Regions from separate parts of the Mus musculus genome. Here region 2 is linked to region 1. The links are chromatin contacts, called in public promoter capture Hi-C maps. All regions are on one chromosome and are shown on one strand. The core of a region is the stretch at or near the end of the contact, and the rest is flanking DNA. Distances in the headings are between cores, read along the strand shown. Region 1 overlaps Gm31223 (predicted gene, 31223). Region 2 holds the start of Elmod2 (ELMO/CED-12 domain containing 2).

Evidence for each region. Promoter capture Hi-C pulls out the DNA fragments that hold promoters and counts their contacts.
Region 2: a contact with region 1 is called in a promoter capture Hi-C map of cranial neural crest. The contact joins the promoter of Elmod2 here to the enhancer-like site in region 1. A contact is called at or near these places in 3 of 39 promoter capture datasets (the 3T3-L1 cell line, cranial neural crest and hippocampal neurons), 1 of 115 datasets of contacts at active chromatin or transcription factors (astrocytes) and 1 of 9 other capture datasets (liver).

The regions. Positions count from the first base shown.
Region 1 is chr8:80,974,226-80,979,370 of GRCm38.p6, reverse strand. Gm31223 (predicted gene, 31223) reads right to left here. Exons shown (of 4, transcript NR_168642.1): 3 at 36-97. Among named protein-coding and RNA genes, the nearest start is that of Gm31223, 28 kb to the right of the region's middle. Within about 2 kb of position 1,935, at least 18 of the 459 cell types and tissues checked have an H3K27ac peak or open chromatin away from gene starts, as enhancers often do.
Region 2 is chr8:83,329,741-83,335,174 of GRCm38.p6, reverse strand. Elmod2 (ELMO/CED-12 domain containing 2) reads left to right here and starts at 2,689. Exons shown (of 9, transcript NM_178736.5): 1 at 2,689-2,825; 2 at 3,917-4,064. The coding sequence starts at 3,923. Gm32327 (predicted gene, 32327) reads right to left here and starts at 2,556. Exons shown (of 2, transcript NR_168721.1): 1 at 2,125-2,556.

The DNA.
Region 1 (5,145 bases), core at 686-3,185:
TCATTAGAATCACTGGGTAGAGACACAATACTCACTCATTGTGTCTTAGAAGTACTGAGATCCTTCTGACAGTTTCAAGCAGCTCATTAAATCACACCTGAGAAGAAAAAAAATGATTCTTAAATCTGTAATGTGGAGAACCAATGAGATAAGTCTGTGTAAAGAGTGCCTGATGTGAGTGAGACTTGAGGACCTGACGTCAGTCCTCAGGAGCCACATGGTGGAGAGAGCGCCAGCTTCTACAAGCCGTGTGCTGGGCTCCACACACCACATGCATTCACACAGCAGGAGGGAAAGTGTGGTTTTCTCTGCTCATTTAACTGTTCTTTTATTCTTGCGCGCGCTGCTCGACTGGCCAGGAAGAACGACGCTGCAACAGGATCCTTCTGCACACGTTTATTGGGAGAGCTTGATTGCAGAGGCGAAAAGACTTCGAGCCCAGAACTGGTGCTGCTTTTATAGGCCTAGGAGAGGCGTGTCTCATACCCGGATTGGTTATGCACTAAGCCTCATTTGCATGTTCCTCATCTGATTGGCTACTCTCTCTCAGTACCTCACAGAGCCTCATTATCATACCTCATTTGCATGTCTCACATCCGATTGGTTACTCTCTTAGTACCTTACAGAACCTCATTATCATGCATCATTTGCATGTCTCACATCTGATTGGTTATACTCTCAATACCTTACAGAACCTCATTATCATGCCTGGGCCAGGCAGTGTCTTTGCAAAAAACTTTACTGCATATGTACACATAGGTTGTTTGTCCAATCTTATGCATGGTGGCCAGCAGTAGTCAGTGCCACTCAGCAACGGTACATGTGGCTTCCCACATTTTATGATGGTGTTATCTACAGAAATATTTTCTTTTCACATACTAGCCCTTAAGTGCTGTCCTGCTATACATGAGGATTGGATGCTCTTTCTGTGCCCAGCACCATTTTAAAAAAAAAAAAAATGGTACAACTTGTCCAGTTACCTGAAGTCACCACTTCGCTACTTCTTTTGTTCAAGATGTATACGTTACATAGTATTGTCTATATACTCTAGAGCACTTTTAAGATGTATACATTACATAGTATAGTCTGTATATTCTAGCGCACTTTTAAGATGTATACGTTACATAGTATAGTCTATATACTCTAGAGCACTTTTAAGGAAGTGTTTCAAAGGCAATAAGATTTGTATGTAGCGTCTTTTCTCAAAAATGCTATTCTGTAGGGCCTGAGGTCTGTAGTTCAGCTTGCAGAGTGCTTTGTCTAGCAGGCACAAATCCCTGGGTTTTATTCCCAGCACCCATCTTTAAACCAGTCTTTAATGGTCCACATCTTTAATCTCAGTGCTTGGGAGGTAGGAGCAAGAGGATCAGGAAGAAGTTCAGGTCATCGTCACCAACATAGAAGTTCAGAATCAGCCTGGGACAAATAAAATCAGGTCTTAATCTGCTTTATATATTTCACTGCTATCAACAGTGTTTCTGTTGAGTTTGGATTTCTGAAACTATTCCTGAGGTGCAAAAGGTGAGGTTATTTATGTTTTAAAACACCCAAGAAGTGTGAAGTTACTAAAGCTTGAGGGACGTCATAAGTCAGGATTAGAAAACACTCTAAATGAAAGTTAATTATTTTACCAAGTCCTTTGTTAGAAATGAATGGACCTCAAAATGAATAGAGGATTTCTTTTTACAAAAGGATTCAAAGTAAACGGTGCTTTAAAAAAAATGCTTATTAAACTGCAACTTTCCCAGGCAAAGAAGAAATTCCTACAGAAGTAATTTTCAAAGACAAGAGAACTGACATTTCTATAAAATCAACAATCTAAGTTTCAGGCATTCAGAAGTTATGTAAAACCTTTAGCCCCGATGTTACATAACCAGTGTGGCTTTAACATTAAAAATAGAATCTAAGAAGTCAGCCAAGTGTATTGCCAGCTCTCTCAATGTCTGTTATGGCCTGCAGTTGTTTTTCCTCTTGATATATTTTGCCTTGTGTACTACACAGCAACACACCCTTCTGCATTGATTTGGGGTATGAAAACATAGGCTTTCATTTGTTGTTTTCACATTCCACTAATGTTAAAATCACTTGGAAGCTGGGTATACAGTCCCATACCTTTAATCCCAGCCCTCAGGAGGCAAAGGCAGATGGATCTCTGAGGTCAAGGCCAGTGTGGTCTACATTGGGAGTTCCAGGACAGCCAGGGCTATGAAGAGAGTCCCTGTCTCAAAAAAACCACAAATCAGTTGGGAAGTTTTTTTTTTTTTTAAGTACTCCAGGTTCAGGCCTCCCTCAATCCAGACTAATGTAGCACTGGGCATCTGCATTTGAGGATGCAGTTTTAATAAGAAAGCTGCTTGAGAGCTGCTTGGGGCCAAGGTGGGGGTATTAATCCTTCTTCCTAGGGCTTTTCCCTAGGAAATTAGTACAATGCTAAGTGTTGTCTGTGTGCTGCATAGTGGGTGTCTGCCCATAAACATCAGAATGAGTATTTTTCCACATCTTAAAAATTAGTTGATAATCAAAACTGGAGGAGCAGTGACAGAAGGAAATAGACTTTCCCAGAGCACACATTAGTAAAGGCTGGAGGTAAGCCCCATGGAGCATTTCTAGTGGGCCTGGTCCTGCTGCCCTCTACTCTTCTCCCTGCTTTCCATGACTAGTTCCTGGTCAAGGAAGAGAAGGCTTAGCAGTAGAAGGGAAACTTTGAAAGAGTCTGATTCTACTTCATTTATTGTGTGGCTAATAGAACAAAATCCAATAAACATTGAGGAAAGTAAATTCATAGTGATCAAAATTATCATTCAAAGTCAGGAAGACATGTTTCCACTCACAAGTGAAAACCGATTAGATCCAAAAAATGAATGGAAAAGAGGGAAGCTGCAAACTAAAAACTTAAATGTAAAGGAAATCATGTGGAGAGAAATGGAAGATCCAAGGATTAACTGAGGCCTGAGACTAAGCTCACACCAAGGCCACCGCTATCTTGTTACTTAGAAGCAGTGATGGAGAAAACCCTAAACACAGCTAGAGGAGAACATACAGAAAACCAAGTTCAGCAGACTCTCCTGCCCCCAGGCCACCTTTGCATGAAGCTAAACTGAAACACTAGTCCCTGCTGACTTACATACTCAGTTTTTATGCTACTATGGCATCCTTGAGTGCTTGTGGCAAACTGTCAGTAGCATAGTTATCAGAGTACTTTACAGAAAACCTCTGACTCAAAGAATGGGCGATGTCAGAGAGCACTCAAGCTTGAAGGTGGTTATAGGACATCTGTAAAACCTGGAAAGAAAAACTCCAAGTGAATGTAGCCAGGGAAATAGAAGTATTAGTTACTGTTTTTATTGATGGCAAACACAGAACAAGCACCCTGAACAAGGAAGGACTTGCTCTGACTTAGCTTGACAGTGTGGGCCATGGTGAAGGGGAGGCCTGTGTGCAGATGGCTCTGGGCTCTGGTGGCAGAAGCTTGAGACTGCTCAGCTCTGAGGTCTGGGAAGCAGAGACAGAAAAGCAAGTGGCGCCAGCCTATAGATTTTAAGCTTGTCTTTACTCAGGCCCATTTCCTCCTCCTACGCCTTGTAAAGGCTCCACAGCTCGCCCAGAGTACCACCACCTAGGGATCAAGTCGCAAACACATGGGCACCTTACACCCAAGCCATAGATAACATTGGACAAAAAAAACAGCTTTCCTCTGATATTTGTTCTGTGTGAAGAAGCAAAGGTCTTCAGGATGATGGGAAATGCTACCAGGTAGTAACTTACACCTGCACAGAGAGCCAGAAATTCATTTGTGGCCATGCACTTGGTTTAAAGACTGTCCAGGTAAGGAGAGCTTTAGAAAGTCCAAATCCACTGTCCATGTGCAGCCTTTGGGGTGTCGTCCTACATCTGTTGTATGCCAGGCCCACACCACACAGAAATAGGAACACAAACCAAACCAGGAGCTAGCAAGCCACAACCCATTCCTTATAGTTAAAAAAAAAAAAAAAAAAAAAGTTAATCTGATATGGAGAGTAAGGTGTTACCCTTGAGGAAGAAGTGGTCAGAGACAGTCTCTGGGGTGTGTTGTGTGGTAGTTGTATTTTATATGTTTCTTCATTTGCTGGGTTGTTCCTATTGGTGCTTAGTTTATTAATATAAACTCGAAAGAGTTTACAGTTGACAGTTCTTTTGAGTCAAGCCTCCTAAGGTGTAAGACTAGAGGAAAAGGGGCTAGAGAGATGGCTCCACAGTTAAGAGCACTGACTGCTCTTCCAGAGGTCCTGATTTCAATTCCTAGCAACCACATAGTGGCTCACAACCATCTGTAATGGGATCTGATGCCCTCTTCTGGTGTATCTGAAGACAGCTACAGTGTACTCATATACATAAAATAAATCTTTTAAAAAAAAATAGAGGGAAGGAAGAATTTAAGGACTTGGAGGCTGAGTCCAGAGAATCATGAGTACAAGACCAGCCTGGGCTACATGGCAAGCTCTTGTGAGGAGGGAAGGAGAGAGAGTGAAAAAGGAGAAAGGTCAGTGCCCAGTGAAGAGTTGTTTGCAATCTCTATGCTGAGTATCCACTTAAATGTAAGTTAAATAACGTGTCAGTCCCTTGGGTACACTAGCCACAATTTAAGAGGATGTGGTCTCATGAGGCTCGTGGCTACCCACCTTAAAGAACTCAACTCTACATGGTGGTGACAAATTAATCACCTTTTGTCATTTTGTACTTCCTTTACCATCTTGTCCACCGTCAGGGCATTTAAATAATTTAAATTACCTATTTAATTTATTTAAATACATATTTAAATAGTTAATATTTAATAAATGAAGCACTTAAGTAATTTAAATTCTGTAATTATGAAATAGGTGAAAATGCTTAAGGAAAGTATCCTAGGCACCTGTCTTCCAAGGAAATGTCCAGTTCAGTTCAGAGACTAGACCATATATGAGTTCCAACAGAGAAACAATATTGATAGCTTTGCCATGGCTAACACAGCAGACCAATAAACTTACTTTTTAATGCTGCTGCTATTGGCAGCTTATTTTCAATCTTTCCATGGCTATAATAAAGGAAATAACTAACAAAATGTGCTTGACCCCAAAAGAACACCATGTCTTCCTTGGAAGTTTATTTTTATTTCTTAATTTTGGGTCA
Region 2 (5,434 bases), core at 1,440-3,939, 2.4 Mb before region 1:
TGGGAGCCCAACTCTCACCTGAATCCCAGTGGTCAGAGCACTCTCTGCAGGCAAGCTCTCCTCTTCCAGGGAAGGTGTTCAGAAGTCTGGAGCTCTGATCCACCTCCTGTGTCCTGGGGTTAGAGCCCTCCCTGGAGGCGGGACTCTCCTCTGGCAAGGAAGGTGCCCAGGGGTCTGGGTCTCAACTCTGCCTCCAGTGATCCCAAAGTCCCAGGTGTAGAGTCCTCTGGGGACCTTGGCACCCTGTACTGGGTTCACGCTGAAGATGGTGCGCAGCTGGCTCTGACAGGAAAGAATTCCATCCTCTGGTAGGGCAGGGTTCCTTTGTCCCTGTTCCTGCTGGCACAAGACCCTCCAGGATTCTTTGAAATTGATTTTGCATTCTACTCACTAGTGATCCTGAGGCCCTTGGTGTGCTAGGGGGCCTGCATCGTGGAGAGTCCTCTAGGGACCTTGGGACCCTCTGCTGGGTTCGCGCCAAAGATGGTGTGTGGCTGGCCAAGAGATTTCTTTTACATTTTCCTACTCTAACAGAGAGCTGTGTACTTGACTGAGAACTTTTGCTGGTCTCTGGGTTTACCCCTACCCCATTAGATTTGATAACTCTTCCTTGATTGATCCTAAATTCTAATTCTTCCACTTTCAGGACATACCCATTTTCAAGATTTGCCAATCAGGGCCTGCTTGGTAACCTATAAATTTGGATACTCAAAGCTATAGAAACAGAACAGCTTACTGCAGGAGCATATAGAAGAAAGGCTGCCTCCAACACTCCCGGGGGATGGATTTGACTGGAGGCTCCCTGGTCCTTCTACTCTGGGCAGGGAGCTCACCTGAGGCTGCTCCAGGATATGGCCAGCAGCTGAGGCAGAGGGTTCATTTCTCCAAGAGTTTGCAGTCTGGCTAAGAAGGGAATTGTCTCTGCAGCTGCTTCCTGACTCCAAGACCCACTGCTGTGATACCTACTCTGATGTAGACTTCCAGACTTGCAGCTTCAGAGCCTTGAGTCCCAGCTTGGCCACCATGCTGGTCCAGTGACCTGCTAGAGCTGTATGCTTTCAGGAACTGAGAGTTCAAATGGCTCTGAATAGTAAAATCCTACATGGCAATCTGTTTAAACTAGTTTTTATCTTGTAAAGGCTGTTAATCCCAGAGTGTCAATAACACGTCTTTGTTGTCTGACCACTCCATTCTTAGAGGAGGGCGGGACAAGAACTTGACTGGAGACAGGGAGAGAGATGGTCTCCACGAAATATTTCACTCCCATGGGGCAAAGGTGGTGGCTTGTCTGCCCTTCATAGGTTTATGCTCTACAAGAAGAATCTACCTTTAAAATGGAAAGGCATGCCGGGCGTGGTGGTGCATGCCTTTAATCCCAGCACTCAGGAGGCAGAGTCAGGTGGATTTCTGAGTTCGAGGCCAGCCTGGTCTACAAAGTGACAGGACAGCCAGGGCTACACAGAGAAACCCTGTCTTGAAAAAAAGAAAAATTGGAAAGGCATGTACTGCGCACTTAATCAGACCTAACACGGAGATGGATGGGGCATAGACAAGACACTGGCTTGAATATTTTTGGAAGTATAAGGAACTAATAGTGGTTGGTCCTGACAAGGGGACCAAGGAGCCAGGAATCTTGTTTGGGTAGGAGGCTAAACTGTCTGTCTGTCTGTCTATCTATCTATCTATCTATCTATCTATCTATCTATCTATCTATCTATCTATCTACTTTTTTAGGCAGATCCTTAAGTAGCCTTGAACTGCAGATCTCCCTGCCCACATCACCCTCCAGCTGGCATGTAATTACAGGCATGCATGAGCGTGCCCAATTCAGGAATTTCTTTTGTTTCATTTTTAACTTCTTTTATATTTAGCCTTCTCTCCACTTGGCTCTTTCTTATCCAACCCACCAACCCCATTATTGTGCCATCAGCCTTTTGTAATACATTCCTAACCCAGGACTTCTACATTTACTGTCCTGTGGATCAGTCTTCCTCCTGAAGCTGGCCCAGCACACTCCCTCATCTCCTCTAGTAACGCTTATCCTTACTTTGCTGATTCCGCTGTATGTAATGATCCCTTCCCCTACTCCCTAATCCCCTTAATAACTTTGTTAGGCAGCTTCACCTGATACTATGCTTTTGCTGGTTGGTTTGGCGTGCGAGTCCCTTGTAGAAGACCACCTAGCACATAAAAACCATACTTTTGAGGTTTAAAAAAAAGGCACAGATTATTCCTCCAGTAGAAACGATGTTAAGAAATGAACGTTTGATGAATTAAGTGTTCCATGTTTGTTTTCAGAGGAAAAACTCGCAACTTCTCATTGCACACACTTAGTCACGCAAGTTCTTTTGCGTCATCCATAAAGTGCCTTCGACCCAAGTTTCCTTTGTGCCTCATAAAGATGGGAAATAATCACTTCGCAGATTAGGAAATGTAAGTGAAAGTGCTGTGGTCACGCCCGCGGTGGAAGAGTCCCGGAAAGCCCAGAGCAAAGTTCCCAGGCCGAGTCCACAGGGAACTCGTTGGCGCTGGGCTGGGAGTGCGGCCGCCGCCGTTGCCATGGGAACCGTCCAGCGTCTGGCGCGCCTGCCCGCGGGCCCCTCCTTCCGCGCCGGCGATAGGCTGAGAGCGAGCCAATCGGAAGAAGACGAAGAGGCGGGGCGCGGAGCCAAGAGACACCCCGCCCCCGCAGCCTCCGTGCGGACTTCCGGGTCGCGGTGTTCGCAGGGAGCGCTCCACGTAGAGCGTCGTTTCCGTTGCCGGTGTTTGCAGCTGGGGAAACCGAGGCAGTGCCAGCTTCCCCCTAGTTCTTCCGCTCCTGTGAGGTGGCTGCTGTTTTATTTTTCTCTCACTCTGAGTTGCTGGCGTGCGGCTGCGCAAGCCTCGCTGGCGTCCCGCGGATAACCCGCAGGGTGCGGGGGCCGTCGGGGCTTTGTGCAGCGTTCCCGCGCGCGAGAGGGGCGGGACGGCGCGGTGCCCACGGGGCTCGCACTCGGTTTCCCGAGGCCCTGGGGCTCGGCGGGACGGCCTGCCTGCGCCTGGCACTTCTGCCCGCTTCGTCCCGACAAGCGCCGACGGGATGACTCATTTTAAAGATCCTGATCCGCGTGTCTGGCACCGACACCTGGTGCCTTGCCTTGCGGGGATTTCGAATTTGACAGCTCCTCGGGCCCGGGCGCAGAGAGGGTGTGTCTGCGAATCCCAGGGCTGGAGTTCCCGGTATCCCTCCTCCCCTTCGTTTAGCACCCGAAAAGAGTTTTATTGCAAGATCAGTTATATCAAGTGTATAGATTTTGTGGGGTTTTTTGTTTTTTAACCTCTTGGTGTCTCTGCCCTTCACCTACTGACTAGAACAATGATGAATTCGTCAGGATGCCATCTGCTCGGTTTCCCAACCTGTATGCTTCAGTTTGTAAGCCACTTGTAGTGTTTTCATTTGTCGGAGTCAGCTGACAGGGACAGCTGGGCGCGCTCTCAACCAAGGCTGAGAAGAGCTCATTTTTTGGGAAGCCACATCTGATGTGTGGTAGATTTGAAATTGTTGCTCGGTTGGTCCTTTTATTCTTGAACTTCTTTGTTCCAAGTTTCAAGGGATGAAAAACGGAAGTATGAATCCAAAATATTAAATATAATATTTGGCAAAAATGAAATGTGGTTATTCTTTTTAGCGATTAAATAATTTGGCCAGTTATTTGGCTACTTTTTACATTTTTTTTTCAAGTGACCATTTGGCAAATCATTATTTAAGCTGTTGTATGTTATTTCCTTGCCTGATGAATTAAACACTCACAAAATAGACACAATGGAATAATATATTTCATTATCATTTGGGGAGTTGGATCAACTTAATTTCTTTTTCAGTTTTATAATTCCAGTTTGAGACCGTTAAGCTTGTGTGTTTATATCCTCTTTCCAGGGAAACATGTTCGTGTCTCTGTGGGAGTTTTTCTATGGACACTTTTTCCGATTTTGGATGAAATGGCTCTTACGGCAGATGACTGGGAAATGTGAATTGCAGCGAATTTTTGACACCTATGGAGGGGCACAGAGGACCTACAGAATAGGTAATACCTTCAAAATAAAGAAAATTCAACATTAATTATAACCTAACTGAATTCTTCTGCTCACCCCATGGGAGTTTGATTTGAGCGAGTCACTGCAGCTGAGTTTCTTAAGCTTTGTGGTCTTTAAGTTCTTTTCATTCTACTACTGACTATTGAATTGAGCACTGAATATATAAAAAGAAACTTCCTAAAACATCCCATATGTATCCAAAAAACGAGCCTTTTGGGTGTCTTAAAAATGTATCAGTTATTATTCAGATTATATTTTCAATTGTTTACTAGAAAATTATTCTCTCTTCCATTTGAAATTTTTACACAAATGTATGAGGTAAAGATTGAAGAGTACCCCCTGGAGCTCGTGTCTCTAGCTGCATATGAATCAGAAGATGGCCTAGTCGACCATCAGTGGAAAGAGAGGCCCATTGGTCGTGCAAACTTTATATGCCTCAGTACAGGGGAACGTCAGGGCCAAGAAGTGTGGGGGGGGGGTGAGGGGGGAGGGCATGGGGGACTTTTGGGATAGTACTGGAAATGTAAATGAAGAAAATACCTAATTAAAAAAAAGATTGAAGAGTCAGTTATCTGTTTTCCTACTTTGAGGCCTCAATAATCAGTCTTCTCACTTTTGACTCTTATTTCTGAATGGACAGATTACTCATTGGTCCTAGGAAAGACTTTTAGAACCTACTTGGTCCAGGCTCACAGTGATGGCCACATGGTTCTGAGCACTTGAAGTCTGCATGATGTTAATTGAGTTGTGCTTTACCTGTAAGATACCCACTGGATTTCAAAGACTTATATGAAAAAATGTGTAAAGATGTATGATAATTGTATTTGTAATACAGTCAAGTGATAATATAAGTTGTTAGAGCAATAAAAATTGCATGTATTTTGTTTTAATATAGCTGTGGAAATGTCTATGGTATACATGGGGCTCAATTTGGCTTGTGTTATATTTCTGTCAAATGACAGTTTTTCAGTGTTTAATTGAAAATGTTGTTCTGACTTCAAACTCAGATGGCTGAGAAATGTGGTTTGAAGTTACTGTAGAAATGGTAAGAGAGACCTGGGCGGAGCCACAGCTCATGATGCTGTGTTAAGTAGAAAGTCAAGAATTAACCAGCTCCTATTTTGTGTTGATCAAAAATGCCTTGAATAAGGAATTGATGCTCTTTACGTCCAAGGGAGTGAGGTGTGGACAGCAGACCCTGTACCCAGGATGACAAGGAAGAATGGCAGAGTGTCTTGTGGCTGAATGAGGCATAAAGCACAATTCTGCACACACACACACACACACACACACACACCCCTGCACACACACTTGCTCAGAAGAACCAAGTGCCTCTTAACACAGACCTCTGCAGTCTGTA